Linked DNA regions of Mus musculus: all the other regions are linked to region 1. A link is a contact called in public Hi-C data. All regions are on one chromosome and are shown on one strand. Each heading gives the region's core, a stretch centred on a gene start, on an enhancer-like site or on the middle of the called end of the contact. The rest is flanking DNA. Distances are from core to core; before and after follow the strand shown. Region 1 holds the start of Tmem184c (transmembrane protein 184C). Region 2 holds the start of Zfp827 (zinc finger protein 827). Region 3 overlaps Slc10a7 (solute carrier family 10 (sodium/bile acid cotransporter family), member 7).

Region 1 (4,677 bases), core at 1,426-3,925:
GGCCATCACTGGAAAGAGAGGCCCATTGGACACGCAGACTTTGTGTGCCCCGGTACAGGGGAACGCCAGGGCCAAAGGGGGGGAGTGGGTGGGTAGGGGAGTGGGGGTGGGTGGGTAAGGGGGACTTTTGGTATAGCATTGGAAATGTAAATGAGCTAAATACCTAATAAAAAATGGAAAAAAAAAAAAAAAAAAAAAAAGAAACCCTCTCTGTAAATCCCTGTGAAACACTGGTGCCGGGTCCTTCTGTCTGTACTTAATCTCAAGCATTCTTTTAACTGTGGACAATGTGTAAAGTCTGACCACTAGGAACTGGGCTGGCCTCGCCTCATTCATTTGTTGAAACAACACCTAGTGCAAGTGGCCATACTTGGAGATAAGGCTGACAGGAAGGGATGTAGGTGAAATGAGGTCATAGTCTCAGGGAGGATGACCTCAAAAAGAGGTGCTTGAGCCATGTGAGGATTCAGCAAGAGCATGGCCATCTGCAACCCGAAATCACACTCACGCCCATGATATTCGACTCCAAAATAGTTTTCTGACTGTAAAACATGAATTCCTGTTGAAGCACTGTTTATGATTGATATAACACACACACACACATACACACATATGTATTAAACGTGTGCTTTTATGTGTGTGAGTGTTGGTGTGCAGGTGTGGAAGTCAGAGGACAACACTGGGGAGTCAGCTCTTCTTCCACCTTGAGGCAGGGTCTCTTATTTCGGCTGGCTGGCTGTCGAGCTTCTAGGCAAGTCTGTTTCCATCTTCCATCTTGCCATAAACACCATTCGAGAGGGTTACAGAGATGAGGCTCAGGCGGCCATGCTTGTGTACATTTCATTTCCCTTTCTATACTGTATTCCAAGGAATACTAAGTGAGGAAATTACATTTAAATTAAGATTGCTAGACCTAAATTTGGGTGGACAAATCTCAAATTGCCTAAAAACATAACAAATGAGAAATATTTAATGTCATATTTAATACCCTTAAACACCTATATGAACTATAATTAGAAAAGCCAACAAGATTTAGTGAACAAAAAGATCCTATGAATATGTTTAGACACACTGATTAAAATATTTTCCATAATCAAAGGGGGGTGGGTTGTATGCATCTACCTGGTCTGCCATAACTCTTCCAAAATAACTGTTTCTTAATAAAAGTACTTTTTGGTTATTAATTCTAAGTTTTCACTTTATAGATATACTATAGACATAGGTTAGCTATCCAGCTTGTAATACTTTACTAATGTCACAACATGACATCAACAAAGAGGGCCAGAGAGATGTCTCAGCTGGTAGGTGCCTGTCTCCAACCCTGATAGATTCAGCTCAGTCCTCAGCACTCATTATGATGAGAGAGCAGAGCCAACTGCTCCAAGTTGTCCACCTTCAGACCTCCACAACTGGACCATCCCACGAACACACCAACAAATACACCTTTTTTTTTTTTTAAATATAAAGGAACACACAGGGGATGTTTGTAAAATTTTTGCTTTGGTTAAGGAGTAACTTCAGGTCTGGGGATGAAGCTCAGATGGTAGAGTGCTTGCCTCAAATAAACAAAGCCCTGGGTTCAATCCCTGCATTGAGTAAACAGAATGATGGATACACCGGTAATCCAAGCACTGGGAAGTTTGGATGCAGGAGGATCATCCTAGTCTACAAAGCAAAATCCAGAACAGCCTGGTTTACAGGAGATTTTAAGGAAAGAAACAAAGAAAACTTGTAACTTCAAACGTAAAGTTAATTAGCAAAGTCAATTTAACAAGAATCCTTTGGTTCCAGAAAACCGGCTAAAAGCCTATAAAATCCAGAACATAGTTTTTAAGATGGTTTATTTGGTCTGGTCAAGCCCTAGTACCTGCATAGCAGATCTGATTTCAAGAATAAAGTTCTTTCTGGGACTGATGAATATTGGGAAAGCGCCCATTGTAAGTAGGTGCTTTAACTATTTGTTTCTCGACCCGGACCTACCTCCAGTTGTAGCGGCTAAATAAAACCAGTCAGGTTGGTTTAATGTCCACAGACGAAATGTTTTTCAGACCTCAAGCATTAGAAGGCAGACAAAGGAACTCTGTCAACCAGCGGAAGAAAGGGTAGAGGTGCAGGACCCTCTTACCTTCATTTTTTGAAACTTCCAAATGCATATCGGAACCGCGACCAGGATGGTTGTTGCGTAAAAAAGTACCAACAGGGGTCGGATCCATCTCCTCCAGTTACTCCGATTACATGCGCAAGGCATGTTCTGTAACAGATTCTCTTTGAGTAGCTGAATAATCGAACCAAACCAAGAATTTGGCAAGTTCGCTTTTTCGGTTGTCTTCTCCGCTGGCGCCCTATAGGAAAAGATTTACTAGCCGCTGGCGCCGCGTTCTCGGGTCGCTCTGTGTTTGCGGCTGCTGCAGCGGTGGCCGCTCGGGATGCTCGCAGGTGCAGGCTGCATCCTCGCCGGCCAACCCGCATGGACTCAGTGCCGCCGCGGCGTCGCCTCCGCCTCACCTGGAGGTCACCCAGAGTCTCCGCTGCATCGTGACCCCGAGGACTATCAGGGTAAACTAGGGATTCTAGGCACTCGGGGTCTGACCTGCATCTGGTACCCTACCAGCCCTCTCCCTAGTCCAGCTCTGGCAGGCTAGTCTCCGCCCCCGGAAGACCCGGCCCAGAACTTCCTCACTCACGGCTTTGGAACCTCTACAGTACTCATCTTCAGAACTCATCTTCCGCCGACTATTCCACTTCCGTTTCCGATCAGATGCTTGCAGCAAATGATTTGCTCTGAGTTTCAAGCTGAGCTAAACCTTGTCCCGCAACGCAAAGCATTGTGATTGGTCAGTTACGGAGGAGGGCGTGGCTGTAACCTAGGTTACCGAGAGGGCGTGGCAAGGGCAGGAAGGAGAGTAGCGGCGGATTTCTGGCATCTCTAATTTACCTAGTCTAAGTGGTTCCCTAAAAGGGCTCCGAAAGTTGTAGGAACTGGGGACGTTTCAGAAACACCCGCTACATTCCTGAGACTTTACTCCATCTAAAGAAAAGTCATAGTGAGGGGCAGTCACTGTGGAGTGGAACTTGAAATAGCTTTATTTTTCTCAGAAGGCTTCCCAGTTGTCTTTAGGGGTGGAATGGGAAGCCCGCTGGAATAAGACAGAATAGGTTAGATTTCAGTCAGTTGCTAGAGTTTAGGGTCCTAAGGAGGAATTTGTCTGCATAATTTCTAGACCCGGCAGAAGAATCATTCTAAGAATAGCTTTTTTGAAAGTAACCGCCAATATGAAATGTTCACGTTTCAAACTTGAGTTAAAAAAAAAACAAAATCTTATTTAAGATTTAAAAGGTTGGTATTCTGACATCTGTTCTATACACCTAAAGCTTTTAGCTGTATAGCTTTACAGATCAATGACACATGGGATCTTAAATTCTTTCTAAATCAAGGGAACAAGCAAACATCTGAGTCCCGACTAGACACTGAACACTGCATATATTGTCATTTTCTGAAATCAAACACTAACTTCTCTACCCATTTTGTATGAGTTGATCTGCATAAAAGTACCGAGTAGCGATGGGTAGTTTTCTGTTTCACAGATGAGAAAAGTGTCAAGTGATTAATAGTACCTATTAAGTAATAGAGCTGTTTTCTCTGACTTTGGACTCTGCTTGATGTTTAAATATTTGCCATCACCTGCAACCAGGGGACTTCTGCCTATTAGCCATCTGGACAAAATGTCATGGACCAGAGTCTCAAAGTATACAGATGAAATCACATTCCTCAGTTACCAGAGCCTGGAGTCTGACTTCTGCAGTCTTTCTCCTGTGATCTCCATTTTGCACATTTCCTTAAAGGGGCTGTAGGACTTTAGTTTGGTCTACACTATAAGTTAAAATAGTTGGTTTTAAGGAAATTCCTAACCATTAATGAAATCTTGGTATACTGTTGAAGTTCAGAAAATTAGGGAAAACTCTTGCTTTACAGCTTATCACCACTACTTATTTCTTGGCAAATGGCAGTCTTTTTGGATAGGCTGTCTAACAGGACTTGTTTCTGTGTGTCCAGCCACACTCTTACTGCTTCTGATAGCCATCTTCTCCATTCCTTCTCATAGGAAGCCAATTTTTTACACAATTTCTGAAATCTATTTCTGCACTCTAGTGCTGAGCCCGGTATGGCTATGGTGGGGACAGAGTGACATGGTTCCTGCCCTTGGGACAAGTCCTCCAGTGTGAGCCTCCATGAGTGTGATGGCTGCTGTGGGTATGTATTTCACATTCCTCCTAGGGATGTCCTCCCAGTTAACCTAAGGACTCAGTGAGAATTAGAAACAGCTCGAATCCAGGAGCCAAGGCTGTGGCTATGTCTCAGCAAAATGGTAGACACTGGGACCTTCAGGACAGCCCTTAAGGCTGTGGGAAAGAACTCTAAATACATGAGTTCAAAATACATATAATTTCTCAACTATGCAAAATATAAGGATGCAATATGAATTATGAGGGGCTTCATGAATCTAAAGGAATAAAAGCAGCTCACTATGAGCCAGCTTATCAGAAAGATACAAAGGCAGGAAGATTCCTGAGATCAAGGTTAGGCCCAGGTGTGGTAGAAATGGTAATTTTCAGGGCAGGGTCCCACCCAAGTAACTTACTGTCTGTGCTTTACAGAAGCAGACCAATTTCTGAATT
Region 2 (4,677 bases), core at 760-3,259, 1.4 Mb after region 1:
TTTGTAGACCAGGCTGGCCTCCAATGGGGACCTGCCTGCCTCTGCCTCACCAGTGCTGGGATCAAAGGCACTGGTCACCATGCCTGATTTTAACTATCATTTAAAAACAATTTTTTTTTTGTATTTTGGAATTGGTTTAAGGTTGATGTTCCAGTTTGGATATTGCACTGTTTCAGAAGGCATTTAAACCTGCTTCAAATAGCATTGCAACCTTGGAGTGCCAAGTATGTTGGTAGGTATCAGCAAGAAGGGGTTCATCTTGAGAATTCACTATTAATGAAAGCCATCTTTTGGGAGACACAGTCTCCTTTACAGTTTCCTAGTGAAAACAGTATAAAGCTATTGTCATTTAAAGGAAATGTAACCAAACCTAACCCCAGTGGCTCTCTTTAACACCACTGGAGACTTCTAAGTCTCATTAGTCACTCATGTCACCTGATGGAATGCCATTTTAAACTTTTGTGTCTTCACTATGCTCCACCTTCTGATGAAAACATCTATTAAAAAATTGGTAGGAAAATATTTAACATAATAAGATGATGAGTCGATTTTTTAAACCTCAAAAGGGAAGATGTTTAAATAATGCACCTTTTTATTTTTTAGCTCTGACTCATGACATATAATGTATTCCACCAAGTTCAAAGTTTCCCCTTACAAAGAGTTTTATGAAACAGCTCTTCTTCAGACCAAATTTTTTTTTTTTTTTACTTCAATTATAGTAGCAGATTTTGGAGTTTTAAATCATTAACAACCTCCCAGTGAACTTGTATCCACATGGCTTACAGTCAGAGAGAGAGAGAGAGACCCGTTCCCTTCACTGAGTACCTTTTGTGAGGCGACGCATCCTTTTCTGTTTTCCCTCTTTATGTGTCTCTTTGAAGCAAGATGTGTGATTTCTAAAGTAATGAAAGTATATGGCTTAATGAAGACTGCTGTATGAGCTCAAACTACACACTAGAATTGCTTCAGGGTAAGGCTCAGTTACCTGTGTTCTGGGGAGGTGGGGGGGGAGGCAGGGAGTGAATCACAGAAGTCAAGATCACTGTGTGCACTGTAGGAATAGACCCGTGGCAGTTGAGTCAACCCTGGGGGGCGGGGGGTGACCTAATCTTATTTTCCCTCTTTATCAAGAACCTGTAATTTTAGTTTTGGCTGAATTTTCAAGTGTTAACTCCACCGGACCCTCTAAAATTGGGTATCCATGCCACCCATCCACTGATCCCACCCTATGCTATCTTTTCATTTTTTTTTTTTTTAAAAAAGATTTATTTCCATTAGGCTGTTTTAAGGGAGTATGTGAGAGTCTGTAACGTCCAGACTCAAGGTGATGGGGTGAGAGAGTCAGTCTTTCAGTTACAAAAGCCTGGGGAATTTTATACAGAACCAAACGTAGTTTAATACACAAAAGAAAGTGGTTAGTGCAACCTATTTCCTTAAAAAAAAATCTGTAAAATAATGTTTCAAGAGCGGGGGGGGGCACTTTTCCACCACCCCCCTTGATTGGGCGACTAGCGGGATAAATTCGAAGAAGTCCATCCCACCCCCGCACGCGCGCCCCCCATGCTTTCCAGACAGAGCAGTTGTAAATGCTAGGCTGAGTCCGCCCTGAGAGCCTTAGGGCACCTTCCTCTTTGCTGAGTGTGTGTATGTGTGTGTGTGTGTGTGTGTGTGTGTGTGTGTATGCGCGCGCGCGTGTGTCTAGCTCTCGCTCTTTCCCTCAGTCTGTGCCTCTGTGTGTGTGTGTGAGTGTGTGTGTGTGACAGAGAGAGAGCGCGAGAGGAGAGCGAGAGAGCGAGCTGCGAGCTGTGCTGCCGCCGCCGCTGCCCTTTGATCCCGACATTAGTGTTAGGGGCTCGGAGACACAGCGCGCGGCCATAGACACCGCCGCACCGGCGCTCATTTATTTATACCTCCCATCACACGCGAGCACAGGACACACACACACTCACACCTATTAGATCCGTTTCCATTGAAGAATATTACGCTCGGGGACAAGCCAGGTGCACGACCAAAAAATTAAAAAAAAAAAAAAAAAAGGAAAAAAAAAGAAAGAAAGAAAGAAAGAAAGGAAAGAAGAAAACCCCTCTTCTGGCTCCAGGAAACAAGCTTCAACCCATTGCACACACCGGAGAGAAGGGGTTTCCCCCTGCCCGCCCCCCAACTACCTCCCCGCTCCTGCCAGTGTCTGCCTGTCTGCCCCCACGGGGGTTTATTTGATCTCACATTAACCAAGGAGGAGAATGTGAGAAAAGGGGGAAAATGCCCAGGAGGAAGCAGGAGCAGCCCAAGCGCCTTCCCTCACGTAAGTCATCCCTTCTCCACCTCCTCTCGTGCCATTTTCTCGCCCTCCCTCTCCTCTTTCCCCTCCGCAGCCTCCGCCGTTGTTTTCTGCATTAGTTTAGGGTTACAGAGGTGAAACTGACAAAGACACAGCCCGGGTTACTCCTCGTTTAGGTCTATGCCGAGGCAGCCATGTTGGTGATGATCAGCCCCGTGCCCTTTCTATTCTCTCTCTCTTTTTCTTTCTTTCTCTCGACCCCCTCTTTTTTTTCCTTGGGATCGGGCTTTTCCCCCCTTTCCCTCCCCCTCCTCACTCCGGTTTGCGGGGGAGGGGGCGAGAGGAGGGAGGAGGGGAGTAGTGTGGATGCCGGGTTTTTGTCGCGGGTGGGGGGAGGTGGGAGAGGTTGCAATCTTGGAAAAAAAAAAGAAATTCCGTGTGGATCCCGGTGCACAAGGGTGCGGGGTTGGGGCGCGCGCAGGGCCGAGGCCGTGACATGGCGATTGGGGGTGTCGGGGCGAGGGCGCGCGGCCGCCCGCCGGGCTGGGGACCGGAGAGGTCGGTCTCCGGCTAAAGGTTGCGCCGGGGTGGGTCGGCCCCGGAGCCGCGGGCAGCTGGAGCTGGAGGCGGAGGTGGAGGCGGTGGCGGAGGGGAAGGCAGGGGCGGTCGAGGAGGGTGTGGGGGCGCCGGGGGGCGCGGGTGGCCGATCGGGGGGCGAGGCCGGGCAGCCGAGCGGATGTGGGGTGCGGGAGCCGCGCCGAGGCTGAGGCGAGGCAGCCAGGGCGGCGCGCGGCGCGCGAGGTCCCTGCAGAGCCGAGGGGAGGGCGGAGCAGGGCTCCCGGCCGCAATAAAATGCGGGGTCAGGCGGAGCAGACAGAGCCGGGGCGACGCGGGCTCGCAGACCCCCCTGCCCCGCCAGCCCGAGCAGAGTCCGTGACTAAAGTGCATCCCAGCCCTCCTGGCCCTAGCCACACACGCCAACTGGAGACTCGCGCCGGGCTGCGCGGCCGGGTCCCCGTCCCCTCCTCCACCCGCGCCTCGGGTCCCTCCGCGCCGCCCTCCCGCTTTTCTTTGCGAGACTCTTAACTTTTCCCCCACTCCCTCTCGGGCTCCCCCCTCGTCCCCCCACAAGCTCTCCGCTCGGAGTGTTCCGAGATGCTGCTGAAGCTAAAAGTGAAGGAGAAAGAAGCAACTAAAAATATCCCCCCCGGGGCCGCCGGGCTCCTTGAATGCAGGGGAGAGGGGGCAGGGGAGAAGGCGTGGGGCGGGGTGGCGGGAGGAGGGGACGCGGGAGGCGCCGGAGGGAGGGGTCGGGGGAGACGGAGGGTCAGTTTCTCCTCTTCCCCCCTCCCGCCCCCCCCCTGCTCAGCTCCCCTCTCCGGGGCGGCTTGGCGCTGCTCGGAGCCCGATCCTGCAAAACCCGGGCTGGGGGCGGGAGCGGAGCCGGAGCGCCTGCCCGCGCGGGTGTCAGGCCGACGTGGTCGGTCACCTGAAGTTCACGGAGGGTGGGGGAAGGGTTAAGGTTATGGTGTCTCGGGTTATGTGTGAGCGTGTGTGTTTCCGCCGCAGACGGGCGAGCGCGATCGATCTCTCCTTCGCGAAATCTCCGCGGCGGTGCCCACGCGAGGGGTCCGCAGGGCTGCTGTGGCCCGGGCGGGCGCGGTGGCACCCGGAGTGGCGAGCAAGGGCACGCGCGGGCAGTCTGCTCCGCAAACATTCCTCTTTTCTTCCCCCTTCCCGGTATGCAAGGAGTCGACGCACAGGGCTAGGGTTATGCTTTTTTTCCCCTTCCTTTAGGGAGGAAAAAAAAAAATGCCCCCGTGCAGTCCTTTCTTCGCCTGCCCGCTAGAGGTTCTGAGGATAATATCACATATGTAATATATATGCACATAAAATCACTCGCAGGCGGCTGCGAGTGTAGGAAAATTTTGTGCGAGGAGGAGAAGGAGGCGCAGTCGGGGCGGGCGAGGCGGGAGGCTCCGCGCTGCGATTCACAGAAAACTCGCAGCAGTTGGTGGAAGTGTGCGTGCACATGGCCGGGCCGGGCTTCCCTCTTGCTCGGACGCGCGTGGGCAGCGAGGCGGGGGGGGGGGGGGGGGCTGCTGTCCCGGGCGGGCGCCACCGCGGGAGGCTTGCCCTGCTCGCACAAAATGGGCTTCAGTGTTCTCTGCGAACTTGCCCTTAGATGGCAACTTTGGGAGCTGATGAGCTTGTATGCGAAAACCAGGGCGGTGAGGTTACTTGGTCATTTCCCTTTCTTCTCTTCTCCCCCTGCTTAAAAAAAAATGTTGGCGGGGTTAGAGGGAGGGTGGGAGAAGAGAAGGGATTTATCAGTTTCGGCTGAGACGGCTGGAACGCCGCCCCTCCCGTGGTGTGCAGTGCAGTCGGGCAGCTGCAGC
Region 3 (4,677 bases), core at 1,610-4,109, 1.0 Mb after region 1:
TTCAGCAGACAGGCTCAGTGTTATTGATAGCAAACTTTATCTCTCTTATTTCTGAGACACGTGATAGAGTAGGGAGACCCTCAAGTGACCAGAGTTAGTGTTTATACTAATTTTGCAGGGCTACTGGGCTTTTGACTTAATGTGTACAAAGACGATTTTTATCCCTCACAGCAGATTGGAAGCAGATAGAGGGAGAGAGAATTGGCACTAATTTATGAACCTTTCGGCCCTCTTGATTTGACACACCCTGTGAGGGCAAGGTGCTCTAATTACGCCTACTTCACCTAATGAGAGCTTTTAATGACAGTTACTGATTAGAAGTGGAGATGTTTGGGGACCTTCGAGAAGACATATTGACTTACAGAAGACAAGACTTCATCTGCCTTTTGTGCAGCTCAGGCCCTAGCAGTTGGCTAGCTACTTTGAAGTCCATCTCTGCACCTTGCTACAAGTGTCTGAGTGGACTCTACTGAGAAGCTGAGATACACTTTATTTCTCAGCTTCAGTGAGGTCAGAGAGGTCAGGAATTCTGTTTGCTTTTAGCAGCGTCTTTACGCTTTTTCTTCCTTGGTGATGGTCACATGGACTGTTCCTCCTTTTGGTAACAAGAATAACCCATAGTCCGGAACGCTCTTTTTAGAGACATTGATTTGAACTGTGGCAAATGGACCCCTGACATTGTTTTCCTCTTCACACATTTGCAGTATGCACATTGAGGGGGACACAGGACTGAGAGGTTAATGGCATATTGTATATAATATGCATATGAGAAGTGTAATGAAGACTGAGAAAGCCATGAAGGGACGAGCTGTGCCGTGCTCCCGACCACTGCAGCCTTCAGACACAGGGCTGCTCTGTGCCCTTCAGTGAAGTAGAAGGAAGTATTCCAGATGGTTTACCAGAAGGAAATGGAAAACATTTTGAGGAGGCAGATGTGTTTATTCTGACTTAAGATGTGTTCATGCATCCAAACAGTTCAATGGTACTACACAGTTTTGTACAACTGACTGATTTTGCTTTTGGTGTGTGTGTGTGTGTGTGTGTGTGTGTGTGTGTGTGTGTATGTGTGTATGTGTGTGTGTGTGTGTGTGTTTCTCAGACAGGGTTTGTCTGTCCTCAAACTCAATCTGTAGATCAGGCTGGCCTTTAACTCACAGATATCTGCCTGCTTCTGCCTCCTGTATGCTGGGACTAAGTGTGTATACCACCACCACCTGGTACTATGTACATATTGTAATTACCAATTAAAAATGTTTCAAACCAAAACAGCAGTAATTACTTGCTATGGTACTAAGAACATGCATTTACATAGACTCCATGTACTTTCTGGAGTAAGACAGAAATTGTCTTTGTATATTCAGATGGTATAGTATTTACTTCTCCTTTTATAATCACAAAGTTTCCCCATTATCCGACATCTTGACACTTTGCTGGCAGGATGAGCTATGTTGTTGTTGTTGTTGTTGTTGTTGTTGTTGTTGTTGTTGCTGTTGTTGCTGCTGCTGTTGTTTTGCCATGCAGCCCAGTCTGGTCTGACACTTCCTGGGAGGCCTGGCTGGTCTTGAACACATTAATCCAGACTGGTTGTGAATTCAATATTCTCTTACCTCTGCCTCCCAAGTGCTACTGTTGGAGTCATGTGCCCTGACTTCTAGCGGGATGATGTGCCAATCAATATGTGTCCTTTCTTGTTTCTATTTATTCACTTTAATAGAATAATCCTTCCTTTTCAAGTTGCATTCGTTTAAACTAAAACCTTTTTTGCTTTTATATTTTTCACCTTTATAACTATTATCATTATTATTAACTTTTGTGTGGTGTTTGTGACATATCTGTGTGGGCGTGGAGTCATTTCTCTTCTTTCAACTTTTCTTAGGCTCTGAGTTCAAACTGACATCCCCGTGTTTTTCATCCCAGCACTCAGGAGTCAGAGGCAGGCAGATCTCTGAGTTCGAGGCCAGCCTGGTCTTCAGAGTGAGTTCTAGGATAGCCAGGACTATACAGACAACCCCTGTCTCAAAAAATAAACAAACAAAAAATGAAAATATGCCTGCTTAACCTCTAACTGTGAATCGTTTTGTGTCTTTAAATCTCATGTATGCCAATAATAGATTCTGTATGTACATATGTGTGTATGTTTAGGGTTATGTATCATATCAAAGTTCATTCCGTTCCTTGTTGGCCAGCTGCAGAGTCAAACACCTGAAAGCTTGTACTGTTATCTCTTCTTCTGTTTGATACTTATATAGAAGTAGGCTACTACAAATATCTTAGGATCTCTGTTACTGTGACAAAATACCATGGCCAAAATCAACTTTGCTGGAAAAGGGTTTATTTCATCTTACAACTTGTAGTCCATCATCTGGGAAAGTCAGAAGAGAAGGAACTCAGTCCAGGCACAGAAACAGAAGTTATAGAGGGAAACTGCTTACTGGCTTACTCCCTGTGGCAAGCTCAACCTGCTTTCTGACCCAAGAACAAGCAGGCCAGGGGGTTGGCACCACTCACGGTGAGCATGGTCTTTCCACATCCACCATCAATCAAGAAAATGCAGCACTTGCTTACCCACGGGCTCATCTGATGCAGACGTTTTCTCAGTTGAGGTTCCCACTTCCCAGATGACTTCCCTCCCATGTTGAGTTGATATGAAACAATCCAGAATAAGATATCATAGTTACCTCTCTGTTGCTGTGAGAAAATACCCCAAGAAAAGCAGCATAGGAAAGACAGGTTTTGGTTTGGCTTATGACCAAAGGTGTCTAGAGGGATAAAGTCCAAATGATATGCAAGGCACAGCAACAGTCAAGGAAATGTGCTATCTGGAGCAGGAAGCTGACAGGCCACATGTTTATTCATTCACAGGAAGTGGGCAGGAGAGGCAGGAAGTAAGGTGAGGCTAAGCTATAAAAACCTCAGAGCTCACCCCAGTGACAGAAGGACTTCCTTCCTTTTTGAATGGGATCTCATTTGGTCGCCCAGCTGGGTTCCTAACTCAGCCTTCGGCATTGCTACCACACCCATCTGATGTTATATAATCAAGGGAATAGGTGCTGCTTAGAACACGGATTCCATTCAGCGAGTATTCCTTGAGTGTCATAACCTCTTAGCTGCCTTCATTGCTGTTATTATTATAAAGCATGTGACACCAGTGTGAAGTCATATCTCAGTGGCCATCGTAGCTCGTTGTTGATTCCTTCTAAGCTTCACGTTGCCCAGATTTAGAACAGGAGAGTAACCTATGGTGATTGAGAGAATGACATAAATTTGGAGAATTTGCAGAGGACTATGTGGATCAAGACTTATGACATGGCCTGTTTACTGTTACTAAGAAACCGTCCAGTCTCCGAGAATCACCTTGAATTACTTGCTCATATCTATTTACTTTCCTAAGTCTTCTGAATTGATGATGGAAAGCAAAACAGAGTGATCACTGCGCCGACAGCAGTGCTTGCAAGCTGTGACAGGTGCAGCTCTGAAGGTCATCATGGAGAAGATACTGTAAGGACTTGGGAAGGTACCAAGGAAAGCAGGTTTCATCCCTAGCAAAAGCTCCAGCCCACCAGGATGAATCTAAGTAGATCTTGATGTATGGAGATATTTGGGGCCCATGATAGAGAAGCTTTTGTGAGTCTAGATTGAGTTTTGGAATTTTACATTGTTCAAAGCTGCATACCTTCTGATGAGAAAACACAATATATAATGATTGATTTTTATGTGAAATTTAAAAATGATTTGATTTAAATGCTTTTGGAATATTTTCACTCTCCTGAGTTCTGGAATTTAGCCATTGTTATATATTAAGAATATGTCTATACTAAGGACTTCTCAGGACAATAGCATCTATCCTGGCTCCTTATAAAATAGCTGCAAGGCTTTTTTTTAGTATACCATGTTAATATCTACAATTCTTCTGGTCCTTCACTATGCCTTGAGCAGTACCATTTGAAGTCAGTCTTTTGTTTTTTGTTTTTTTCATTTTCAAGCCAGGGTTTCTCTGTATAGCCCTGACTGTCCTGGAACTCTCTTTGTAGACCAGGCTGGCCTCGAACTCAGAAATCTGTCTGCCTCTGCCTTCTAAGTGCTGGGATTAAAGGCGTGAGCCACCACACCTAGTTTTTAAGACACATGATCACTATTTGATGATGTGCATTCTGTGATTTCTGTAAATTTACTGAGTATTAAAATGCATGCCGGCTCCCTATAGTCACTGAGGGTACAGACAGGGAAATGGCCCCAGGTCCCCTATCATCTGCCCTGTGCAGTCCCTGGAAATCTGTAAGCTATTGAGTGAAGCTGTCCCTGAACCAGTAACTGCCCCATGGTGTTCATGTCCTGCAGATTCAGGAATGGCACTGATAGGGATGGGACCAGTTAGAAATTGATCACCACACCCAGGCCTGGAGCAAACTGAGCCTCTCCCCAGGAGAGTCATCAGCTTCTAAAAGCTTACCCAGGAAGGTAATTACGTGCACCTAAGGGCCGCATGCTGCTGGAAGTGCACAGCACACTCATGCTCCATAACAGGAAGTTCACAGCACATTCGTGCTCCATAACAGGAAGTGCACAGCACATTCATGCTTCATAACAGGAAGTGCACAGCACACTCGTGCGCCATCACAGGTAATGGAACTCATACACTTCTGCTTTTGGTTTGGTTTGGCTTTTAGGATTTGTTTT

The links. Hi-C and Micro-C count contacts between places; a contact is called where the count stands out from the background.
Region 2: a contact with region 1 is called in a Hi-C map of B cells, with 7 read pairs. The contact joins the promoter of Zfp827 here to the promoter of Tmem184c in region 1. A contact is called at or near these places in 4 of 39 promoter capture datasets (embryonic stem cells, hippocampal neurons, neural stem cells and 1 more), 4 of 484 Hi-C or Micro-C datasets (B cells, CD4 T cells and CD8 T cells), 4 of 115 datasets of contacts at active chromatin or transcription factors (the NIH/3T3 cell line, astrocytes, embryonic stem cells and 1 more) and 1 of 9 other capture datasets (adipose tissue).
Region 3: a contact with region 1 is called in a Hi-C map of B cells, with 10 read pairs. The contact joins the enhancer-like site here to the promoter of Tmem184c in region 1. A contact is called at or near these places in 7 of 39 promoter capture datasets (the 3T3-L1 cell line, the C10 cell line, cranial neural crest and 3 more), 1 of 484 Hi-C or Micro-C datasets (B cells) and 3 of 115 datasets of contacts at active chromatin or transcription factors (the 230-238 cell line, large pre-B cells and pro-B cells).

The regions. Positions count from the first base shown.
Region 1 is chr8:77,607,978-77,612,654 of GRCm38.p6, forward strand. It overlaps Tmem184c (transmembrane protein 184C), which reads right to left and starts at 2,676. Exons shown (of 10, transcript NM_145599.4): 1 at 2,126-2,676. The coding sequence starts at 2,248. Gm39200 (a long non-coding RNA gene) reads left to right here and starts at 4,104. Exons shown (of 3, transcript XR_878939.2): 1 at 4,104-4,252.
Region 2 is chr8:79,026,428-79,031,104 of GRCm38.p6, forward strand. Zfp827 (zinc finger protein 827) reads left to right here and starts at 2,010. Exons shown (of 15, transcript NM_178267.3): 1 at 2,010-2,302. The coding sequence starts at 2,260.
Region 3 is chr8:78,619,667-78,624,343 of GRCm38.p6, forward strand. All of the region lies in intron 5 of Slc10a7 (solute carrier family 10 (sodium/bile acid cotransporter family), member 7), which reads left to right. Among named protein-coding and RNA genes, the nearest start is that of Gm39203, 53 kb to the right of the region's middle. Within about 2 kb of position 2,860, at least 50 of the 459 cell types and tissues checked have an H3K27ac peak or open chromatin away from gene starts, as enhancers often do. A contact at or near this core is called in B cells, pre-B cells and pro-B cells, where this site is marked.